Regions from separate parts of the Hordeum vulgare genome. Here region 2 is linked to region 1. Evidence: chromatin contacts called from public Hi-C data. All regions are on one chromosome and are shown on one strand. Each heading gives the region's core, a stretch centred on a gene start, on an enhancer-like site or on the middle of the called end of the contact. The rest is flanking DNA. Distances are from core to core; before and after follow the strand shown. Region 1 holds the start of LOC123444618 (probable inactive receptor kinase At5g58300). Region 2 holds the start of LOC123444673 (thioredoxin H5-like).

Evidence for each region. A called contact is a pair of places that touch in the nucleus more often than the background predicts.
Region 2: a Hi-C map of leaf shows a contact between it and region 1, with 4 times the contacts expected there. The contact joins the promoter of LOC123444673 here to the promoter of LOC123444618 in region 1. A contact is called at or near these places in 3 of 6 Hi-C or Micro-C datasets (leaf and seedling) and 1 of 1 datasets of contacts at active chromatin or transcription factors (embryo).

Annotation. Positions count from the first base shown.
Region 1 is chr1H:452,728,297-452,732,778 of MorexV3_pseudomolecules_assembly, forward strand. It overlaps LOC123444618 (probable inactive receptor kinase At5g58300), which reads left to right and starts at 3,016. Exons shown (of 3, transcript XM_045121412.1): 1 at 3,016-3,261. It overlaps LOC123444632 (a long non-coding RNA gene), which reads right to left. Exons shown (of 3, transcript XR_006631014.1): 3 at 3,268-3,692.
Region 2 is chr1H:452,930,344-452,934,757 of MorexV3_pseudomolecules_assembly, forward strand. LOC123444673 (thioredoxin H5-like) reads left to right here and starts at 2,266. Exons shown (of 5, transcript XM_045121472.1): 1 at 2,266-2,651; 2 at 3,411-3,470; 3 at 3,701-3,814; 4 at 3,930-4,052; 5 at 4,133-4,414. The coding sequence starts at 3,453. The coding sequence ends at 4,309.

The sequences.
Region 1 (4,482 bases), core at 1,766-4,265:
GGAAAAAAGGGCGCGAAAACGAGAAACTGCAGCGGGAAAATTTGGCGGGAAAATAACGCGGGAAAATTAGGCGGGAAACTATTGCACTGCTCGTCCGTTGTTATCGCGTGTACATTCTAAAATAAGTCCATATACATCCATATGTAGTCTTGTAGTACGAACTCTTAAAAGACTCTTGTAGTTACTTTTGTATAAATGATATTTTTTTCAAACCATGAAAGAGAATTATGTGTGATCATTATAGAAGATAAAGAAGAAACAAATACAAAGCTCTAAGCGTCATACAAAAAAAAGACCAACTTTACTAAGAGCGTCATTATAGAACCATGAAAGAGAATTATGTGTGATTATACGAACAAGGATTCAAAATCATTTACTTTCATGTAAATGATAGTTGCATTTTAAGTATTAAGATTACATATTATGGCGACCAACGAGAGCATCATCACCAAGTGATTAGTTAGTAATGTTTTCTACTTTATTCCATGGCAGTGTCACTGCTGCGATAGCAATCAAACATTCACTCCCAAAATATTTGATCGAGAGCTAAACCATACTTTCTCTATAAATAAATATAAAAAACGCTATTGTAAACAATGTCGACCTAGAGATAAAAGCACACGAAACCACCGTAACGAACAGTGTCGACCAGGAGACAAAGAGTCCCTCTGAAATCGCCGCGGTGAACAATGCTGACCCGAAGATGAGAGCCCCGTGAAACCACGGAAAAAACCGCCCGCCTTCACCGGCGTGGATATCTTGGTTTGGTTCGAGGGATGGGGGATAACCACGGCCCAACAAAATATCCATAGTATATGCCTCCCATGCACTTAGCCATCCGTGCAACTTGCACAATATTTTTATTCAAAAGGATTGCACGGTCCGAACCGGAGCAAGTTGGCAGGAGTAAATTTTGACTGTTTCGTCGGTGGAGAGCGGGAAAAATTCCCACTGTTTCGTCGGTGCGAGCGGGAAATAAGCCTGGGAATCTGGCCACGCGGAAATCAACGCAATCAGCAACAGTGTCGGCCGTGCGGAAACAGTGCCCTGGCCGCCTGCTCCCGAGGTGGCAGGGCCCACCCGGCTTTGTCCGTTACGGACAGGAGTGGGCGGGAACGGGTTCCGGCGCCGGCCGCCTCTGCCGGTGGCGGCAGGCCCCGGCCGCCAGGGGTGGTGGCGGCAGGCCCCACGGCCGCCTCGTGCGGTGGCGGCAGGTGCCACGTGCCGCCTGGCGCGCCTGCCGCCACCCGGGGTGGGGGTCTTTTTTCTCGTTTCCACTCGCAGGTGGTCTCTTTTGACAATCTCACTCGACAGGGGGTCCTTTTGAACAAAAATTCGTCAGTTGGGTACCCACCCTACCTACGCCTCACCCGTCACCCCCTTGGCAAACGCAGGCCACGATCGCCATGGCATGTGCACAACACATCACTCGCGGTCGTGCATCGGTGCGCGCCGCCGCGCGGACGTCGACCAGATCCGACCGAGTCCATCCATGCAGCAGCAGCAGCTTTGCCGCGCTGCAACCACTCGCCGGATCCATCCATGACCATCACATGCATCCACATCATTCATCATATGGGCCGCCATTACCCATTAGCAGCAAAGCACGAAAGCAAAAGTCCAAAACAAAAGCCACAGCCATTGGATCTTCTTTTTTATGTCTCCCTGAACTTTGCTCTTGTACGTACGCTGTACATGGCATCCGCTAGTTGCGTACACCGGGTTGGTACGCCGGGTGCCCACGCCAAAAGGCAGCCAGCAGTGCCGGAAACCGGATCGGGAAAAGTGGTGGACGGGTCGAGCGAGGGATCGCTGTGCTGTGATGGCGTCCATGTGCTGCTGCTCATCGACCCGGTTTCGCCACCGCTGTAAATGATCGCCACCGCCGCTGTTTGCACATACTTAGCCGGAGCCCGGATGGATGTAATGGCGGAGCTCTCGATCGTTGTGGCCGGGTGGATGTACCGGCCGGCGTGGATCATAATTGGCGCATGATCCGTGGACCTTTCCACCGGAGCATAGTTGTAGTAAGTACCGGTGCCGTTGAGTTCCTCCATTGCTTGCGCACAACGTCTATAATATTCAACTCGATCACCCCGCATGTTATGCCGAGGACGGACCTTGACTGATTAATCTTAATCTAGTCCTAGTTAGTCACCGTGCATGAGTTACTGCGATGTGATCAAACTTTTGGATGGAATCGTAAAGCCCTTATACTGCATCTATGAGACTATGACATTCCGTCCGTACTACGTACGTTCCACCATGGCAGACCAGAGCAGAGCAGAGGGAATGTCCTGCGTCGACAACCAAGGGAAATGATAAACTAGCGCACCAGCCAGCCGTATTGCAACTACTAATACAGATTTACTAGTACAATTTTTGTCTGCCCTTTGTAGACGTTGGTACTGCCAGGCAGCGTACGTGAGCTGATGAGTAGTCAATGCATGCACCGGCCGCTTGATTAATCAATCAATCAATCGATCGATCGATCGCTAGTGTTATTAAGTCTACCATGATGCTGCCTGCACTACCAGCACTACTACTAGCTATTGTTGTTGTTGTTGTTGTACCACCGCATCACTAAAATGATTATTACAACTTGTGATGGATCAATAATTACCTGTACCACCATACCACACCAAGCTAGTAGTACAACTGGAGGCCGAGTATAATACAAACGGGAAAGAAAAGAAAGATGGAGGTACGTACTGTATGTCTGTATCAGTACTAGCAACAAAACGAAAAGCGTATGCCCGGGCCCACGGGTCAGAGGAAGGAAGGAGCCCTTGGCAGCAGCACTCTTGGCCAACGCCCCCCCTTCTCTTAAATGCACAGCGAGTTTGCACACACACGACTCCACAAACACACAGAGGCGCGCGCACCTCACCTGACCGCACAACCGCACTGTACTGCACTACCTCACACTCAGAGGAGGGGAGGAGGGGAGGAGACGGCGCAGGGCGGGCAGGTCCGGCCGAGAGTCCGTCGGGAGGGGGAGGCGGCGGGGGGAATGCCGCTGGCCGTTGGTTCTCGGAGCGTGATTCTGGGCCTAGTCGGCGGCGGCGGCGCCCTGTTGTAGTTTGGAGGGGGGCGGTTGGTCGATTCGCGGGGCGGCCAAGGAACGAGGCCGGAATTCCCTTCACCGGCGCCGGAGAGGGGGGGATTTGCGACGGGCCTTCTCGCCGTGCTGGCGTGCGCTCGCGCGGAGGAGGAGCATGGCGCGGGTGGGAGGTGGCCGAGGCTGGGATTTCTCGCGAGGTATGTATGGATGGACCTCGTGCCTCTTCCCAGTACAATGCACTTCTTTTCCTCTCGTTTCTGTCCCGGCTAATCGCACGATTTCGTGGAGCATGGCTCAGCGGTCGGTCGTTTCTTGCGCACCTTTTTTTTCATTTAAATTTAAATAAAAAGAAAGTAAAAGCAAAGATACTAGAATGTACTCCATTTTTAAACTAATATAAAAGTGTTTAGATCACTATTTTAATGATCTAAACGCTCTTATATTACTAGTTTACGGAGGGAGTATCTTTTCCCGGTGCTACTAATTCTGGGTTTCCTTTTAAAATGTGTTAAATTCAGGAGCTGAACACACACACCCTGTAGATTAACTGATGCCATTTTTAGCTTCGATGCATTAATCTTCATTTATTTCCTGCTTCCACTCACCATTGCTGCTATGCCTGTCAAAACTTTGAAGTGTAAAAAATAGTCAGCGAGCCAGGCATGTGCAATGGGCAGATTTACCTGTGCAACTTCCAACCTTAAATGCTGTTGCAAGAAAAAGTAAAAGTAAAGATACTACTACTAGAATGTATGGGCAACGTTCGTTTCCTAGTGCTACTATTAATTTGGGGTTTCTTTAGAAAAGTGCTAAATTCAGCACCCGCCTTGGAGCGTTTCACTGTGATCAATCCATGCCATTTCTGCTTCGATTTGTATATTTGGTAGGTGCTCTAGTCTTTAACTCTTTATATCCTGCTTCCACTGCATGTGCAAGGAGCAAATGTGCTTGTAAAATAGCCAGGAATGTGCAAGCAGCAAATTTACTTGTACTTGTAAAATAGCCAGGAATGTGCAAGGAGCAAATTTACTCGTACAATTTCCAACCTAAATGCTCTAGGAGAAACATGGAAGCATGAACAAATTACAATCTTACTGTTGCAAGAAAAGTACTTCACTGCACTGCATTTCTACAGCTACAACTGTGGACTGTTTGTACCTAGTGTTTCCAGGAAACGTTTGTATGTAGTGCGCAGACAGCGACATCTCTCGCTCTGCACATTTGTCCCATGGCGTGAAGCCTGAGATGCCCTGCTCTACCATCGTGCCAGCTAGTGTGCCGTGCTGCCCATGATCACACACATCCGTCCATTATAATCCGCAGAGAGCCCCACGCCGCCCCCCGGAACCTCGAAAAAAAGGAATCCTCATCCCCGCTCGCATCTGAGACCACCTGCTTTATGTGCTGGACTTTTGGTT
Region 2 (4,414 bases), core at 1,016-3,515, 200 kb after region 1:
TGAATTTATCAAGATTTTGAAAAATTATTTTGTACGCAACATAAGGTACGGGTTTTATGTATGTAAAGTATAATCCGGATGAAAATGATGGGAATTTTTCAAGAGTTTGTTCCGCATATCCGTTGCTTTTTGTTAAAAGCAAAAATTCTTTGTTATCCACCTCTATTGTTTTTAGATGGAAATTGTTAGATCGGATATCTTTGAAACTTATAAGGGTACGTGTAGATTCAGGATACAAGAGTGCATTCTGAATTACGATGGTAGTACCTATAGGGAGTGTGAATGTGGCTCTTCCTGTTATGTTCATAACATTTTCCTTTCTCTTAGTAAGAGTTTGGAAATATTTTGCTTTCCTTAGAATCGTGTTAGTGATAGCACTATCCACTAAACATAACTCTTCTTCCATCGGATTGTTCCCGTTAAAATTCTTTCTTCTTTCCTGTAGCCTACTCTTCTTTAGAGCGATGCGTGCATGATAACATGAAGAGAGTAGAAAGGAATGAAGTGAATGAGTTATCGTATTGATTTGATGTCTGGGCTTTTATATTGCCTGAACAGGCGCTTACAACGTCGGTTACAATGATATCACGACTGTTCTAATAGTCGTGGTGTCTCTTGGATGGACACAACGTTTGGACAACGCCAGATCTAATAACTGCCTAGTTAGCCTACGTCTAACGCTACATGCTAGCTGCTGTTAACTGCTACTAACTGCTAATTGGCTTCTAACACATTTAAAGGGCAGATGCTCTTAAGGTATAGGTGAAAATGCCACACGGTGTATAGATTTGCTAGACAGTGTTTAAATGCATTGTCCAAGAGCATTTTTTATTCAAAGCTGAATTGATCTTTTTTCCTACCTTGCCTACTTAATCTGTGCCGTTGAATTTAATACAAATATTTTTTATTTCTTTGCATTACATTTTAAATGCTATTTACGACTTATAAGTTATAACCTCTTAGAAAATATCATTGATTTTATTGTGGGTGGTCAAATTAAATCCTGTAAAACTCATTGATTTAAGACGAGTGCTAGGGCCCACACCATAGCTGTTGGATTCCAAGCGGATGGGCTGTTGGATCCCCATAAAAAAGGTTCACCCCTACCTTCTTCCCCCGCGCCTGCCGTCCTCGCCTCATGTCGCCTCCTGCAGCCCCTGTCGCTTGAAGCGTTGCACCACCCTCATCCATCGTCGTGCTCATGGTCGCCCTCGTCGCTGTGCCCTTCGATGCCGACGGAGTTTGCAGAAACCGACCGCCGACATCTCATCCCGACTGAAGCATCTGGCTGAAGATTTTTCTACATCTGGCCGAAGCTTTTGTAGTGGCTGGCTGAAGATTTTTCTACATCTGGTTGAAGCTTTTTCATGTGTGGGATGAAGCTTTTGTTAAAACGGTTGTTACTTTTCGTATGTTCCAAAGTCTGTTTGAAGCTTTTCTATCTACTAGATGTAGTTTTTTGTGTCCGTGGTTGTAGCATGGACACCGCCGTTTGCAGCTGTCCTGGTGTCGCCGTTGCAGCTCCACTAGTCGCCATGGTTGTAGCATGGGGGCACCGGTTCGAGCGTTTTCGGCATGCCATCGGTTGCCTGCTCCGTGTTGTCGTCTCCACCTCTGATGATGAATGGCCGTTCTGGAATTAGGAATCGCCCCCCTCCCCCGAGCGTTGGTAATCGGAGAAAAAAAAAGAAAAGAAAAGAGGGAGATCTATGGGGGGCAGGAGGGTTGCAGCGACGACCAGTGGAGCGGGATGGGTAGGGGAGCTGCGACAATGTGGTTGTGCGCGGCTGTCGGAGCTGCGACGACGTCGTGGCGTGCGGCGGGGGATCTGCGCGTGCAGGAGGAAGGGGAGAGACACGCATTGTCGCTGTACAAATGATGGCGATGGATCTCGTGGCCCCCACGCATCGGGCTCCTGAACCGGATAGAAACGTTTCCCTGGATGCAGTCCTATTTTTTCTTCCTCTTGTGCTTTTTGAAACACCACAAATACCCTTTTGGAATACCGTGGACCAAACAAAGATCCCCACGAATTCAGAGGGGCGAAGCAACGGGTTCGTCGCCGTGCCGGTGTCGGTGCCGGGGTAGCTACTCGTTGACTCAAAATACCTGGCCTGGCCTGGCTGTGCTGCCGATGGTGGCTGGCCTGGTCTGGCGCCAGCGCCGCCGTGTGCTGCCATGCCATACCAAGCCTGCCTGCACTGCACGTCTAGGTTGGTTCATTCGCTGGCCTACTAAAATGGCAACAGGCTCCTCCCTTCCTCGACACCAAACTAATTCTGGACGTGGGAGGGGAGGGGAGGGGAGGGGGTCGGTCGCCTTTTCTGTCTCGCCCTCTCGCTCTCGCGCGCGCGTACGTCTTGTCTTCCCCGCCTGAACGAACCCCCGTTCCCAGCCGCTCCCTCCCTCGGCCTATTTGCAGATCCCCTGTGAACACACCCTCCGGTTTCGACGGTTTGAGCCGCTGCTATTAACGGCAAGGGCCGCCCCGCCCCGGCGCCACCCGCTTCTCTCCGAGCCCCCGCCGCCCGCCGGGGTGGGCTTGCCGTGTGGACGACGGCCGGCATCCAACGCGGCGGAAATCTCAATCTTCTGTTGGATCCGTCCCGTCATCAGGAGGGGGGAACAGGCTTCTCGGTCCTCCTGCACAGGTATGTATGCATGCGTGCGTCCTCCTTCCAGTTCCATCCTTCCCTCAACAATGTAACCGCGACATTCGGATCCAGATTGTATGCGGCGCGCGTGGTAGCATGTTTCTTTCGGGGATTTTAGGCCAGCAAAAGCTCATTACTATCTTGGTGTTCGAGTGATCATACTTTTATTGGAGGTCTCATCCTCTCTAGTTTCGAGCGGTCAAATTTATAAGGAAATTAACGCATCTCCTTTGGGGAGAAAAGACACCCCTAGGATTGTTAGCTTGTGACCAAAATTAATAAATATGTCGAGCAACATCCGTATTCCGTCATCGTGCAGACAAACTTGTTCCTTCTATTGGACTTTGTCGTGGTTGTGACTTGTGGGCATCGAATTTGTTTCAAACCAATCTAAAACAAATGTCACGTTTCTGGCTGGTCAGCATGGTCTGTTCTTGTTCATATTTCTGTGGCCTCTGGCCGTTGTTTCGCTAAGTGCAAGCGCTATTCAACATTTGTAAAGGAGTACATCCTACATTCCGCTAATCCACATATCGTACATGTGTCTTTCTTCATCGATCAGCAGCATTGGGGGAAAAAATCCCTACATATTTATATTCACCGTTTTGCAACCTAGAGCTAGCTATGTTAGTCATGTTCATTCTGTAGGTATCATGTTATGAGATAGTAGCATATTGCTTTCGTTCTAGATTACTATCAGTGAAATAGGGGAATCAGCACTAAACAATATACCTCTTTTTCTTCCCCATCTACCAGAGCCCAGGAGTCCGGACATCCTTACGGATTTTGCTCGAACCAATGGGATGCTGTGGCAGTGTGAGTAGTTTTTACTCACATACATCTCATTTACAATTTGCAACTTTGATAGCTGAATCGTGCATTAGCATCTTTAATGCATAGCTTGTGTTTGTTTGACATGCTACATAGTAATATTTTTTATGTTTTTTGTTGTTGCTCAACTGATAGTAAGTTCCAAAGGAAGCCGTTCATATCGAGTCACACATTAATTAGTAACTCGAGTTGATTTGTTATGCTTCCCTTTGCAGAATCCTGTAGATGACGAGGAACACCTAGACTACAGCTCTGGGAATGTGACTCTTGTAACTGATCTAAAGAGCTGGGAAAAGAAATTGGAAGATGCAACTGAAGCCGATAAAACAGTAAGTATCCTACAACCTAACCCAGCACAAGGATTGATAGGTGCATGTGACTTTCCAATTTGGAATTCATGCGGTTGTTTTGATTAACCATGCTGACATTTTTCAACCCGCACAGCTTGTTGTGAAATTCAGCGCAGTATGGTGTGGCCCGTGTAGGGTCGCTGCTCCTGCATACGCCGAACTTTCTTTGAAGCATGCCGATCTTGTTTTCGTGTCTGTGGACGTAGACGAACTGCCGGTACACCACCGATTCATTACTAATTTAGCTTTGAACAAATGCTCAAACTAAATGTCATTTCGATATATGGTTTTTGTCAGGAACTGGTCACGCAATTCGACATACGAGCCACACCGACATTCATTTTCTTGAGAGATAAGAAGGAGATCGACAAGCTGGTGGGGGGAAACCAGGCCGATCTGCAGCAGAAGTTCGAACCATATTGCCGGCCAGGCGATGAAGTCATGTGTAAACAGTCTTTCGAGGACAAAACCTGATGTTCCTGCCTGCCAGTCAATAGAGCTTCAGGATGAGCACGGCCTCCATTGGGTGGGAACATCAGCGGCATACGTAGGTTCGAGAAACTGACCAGCAGAAGTAGG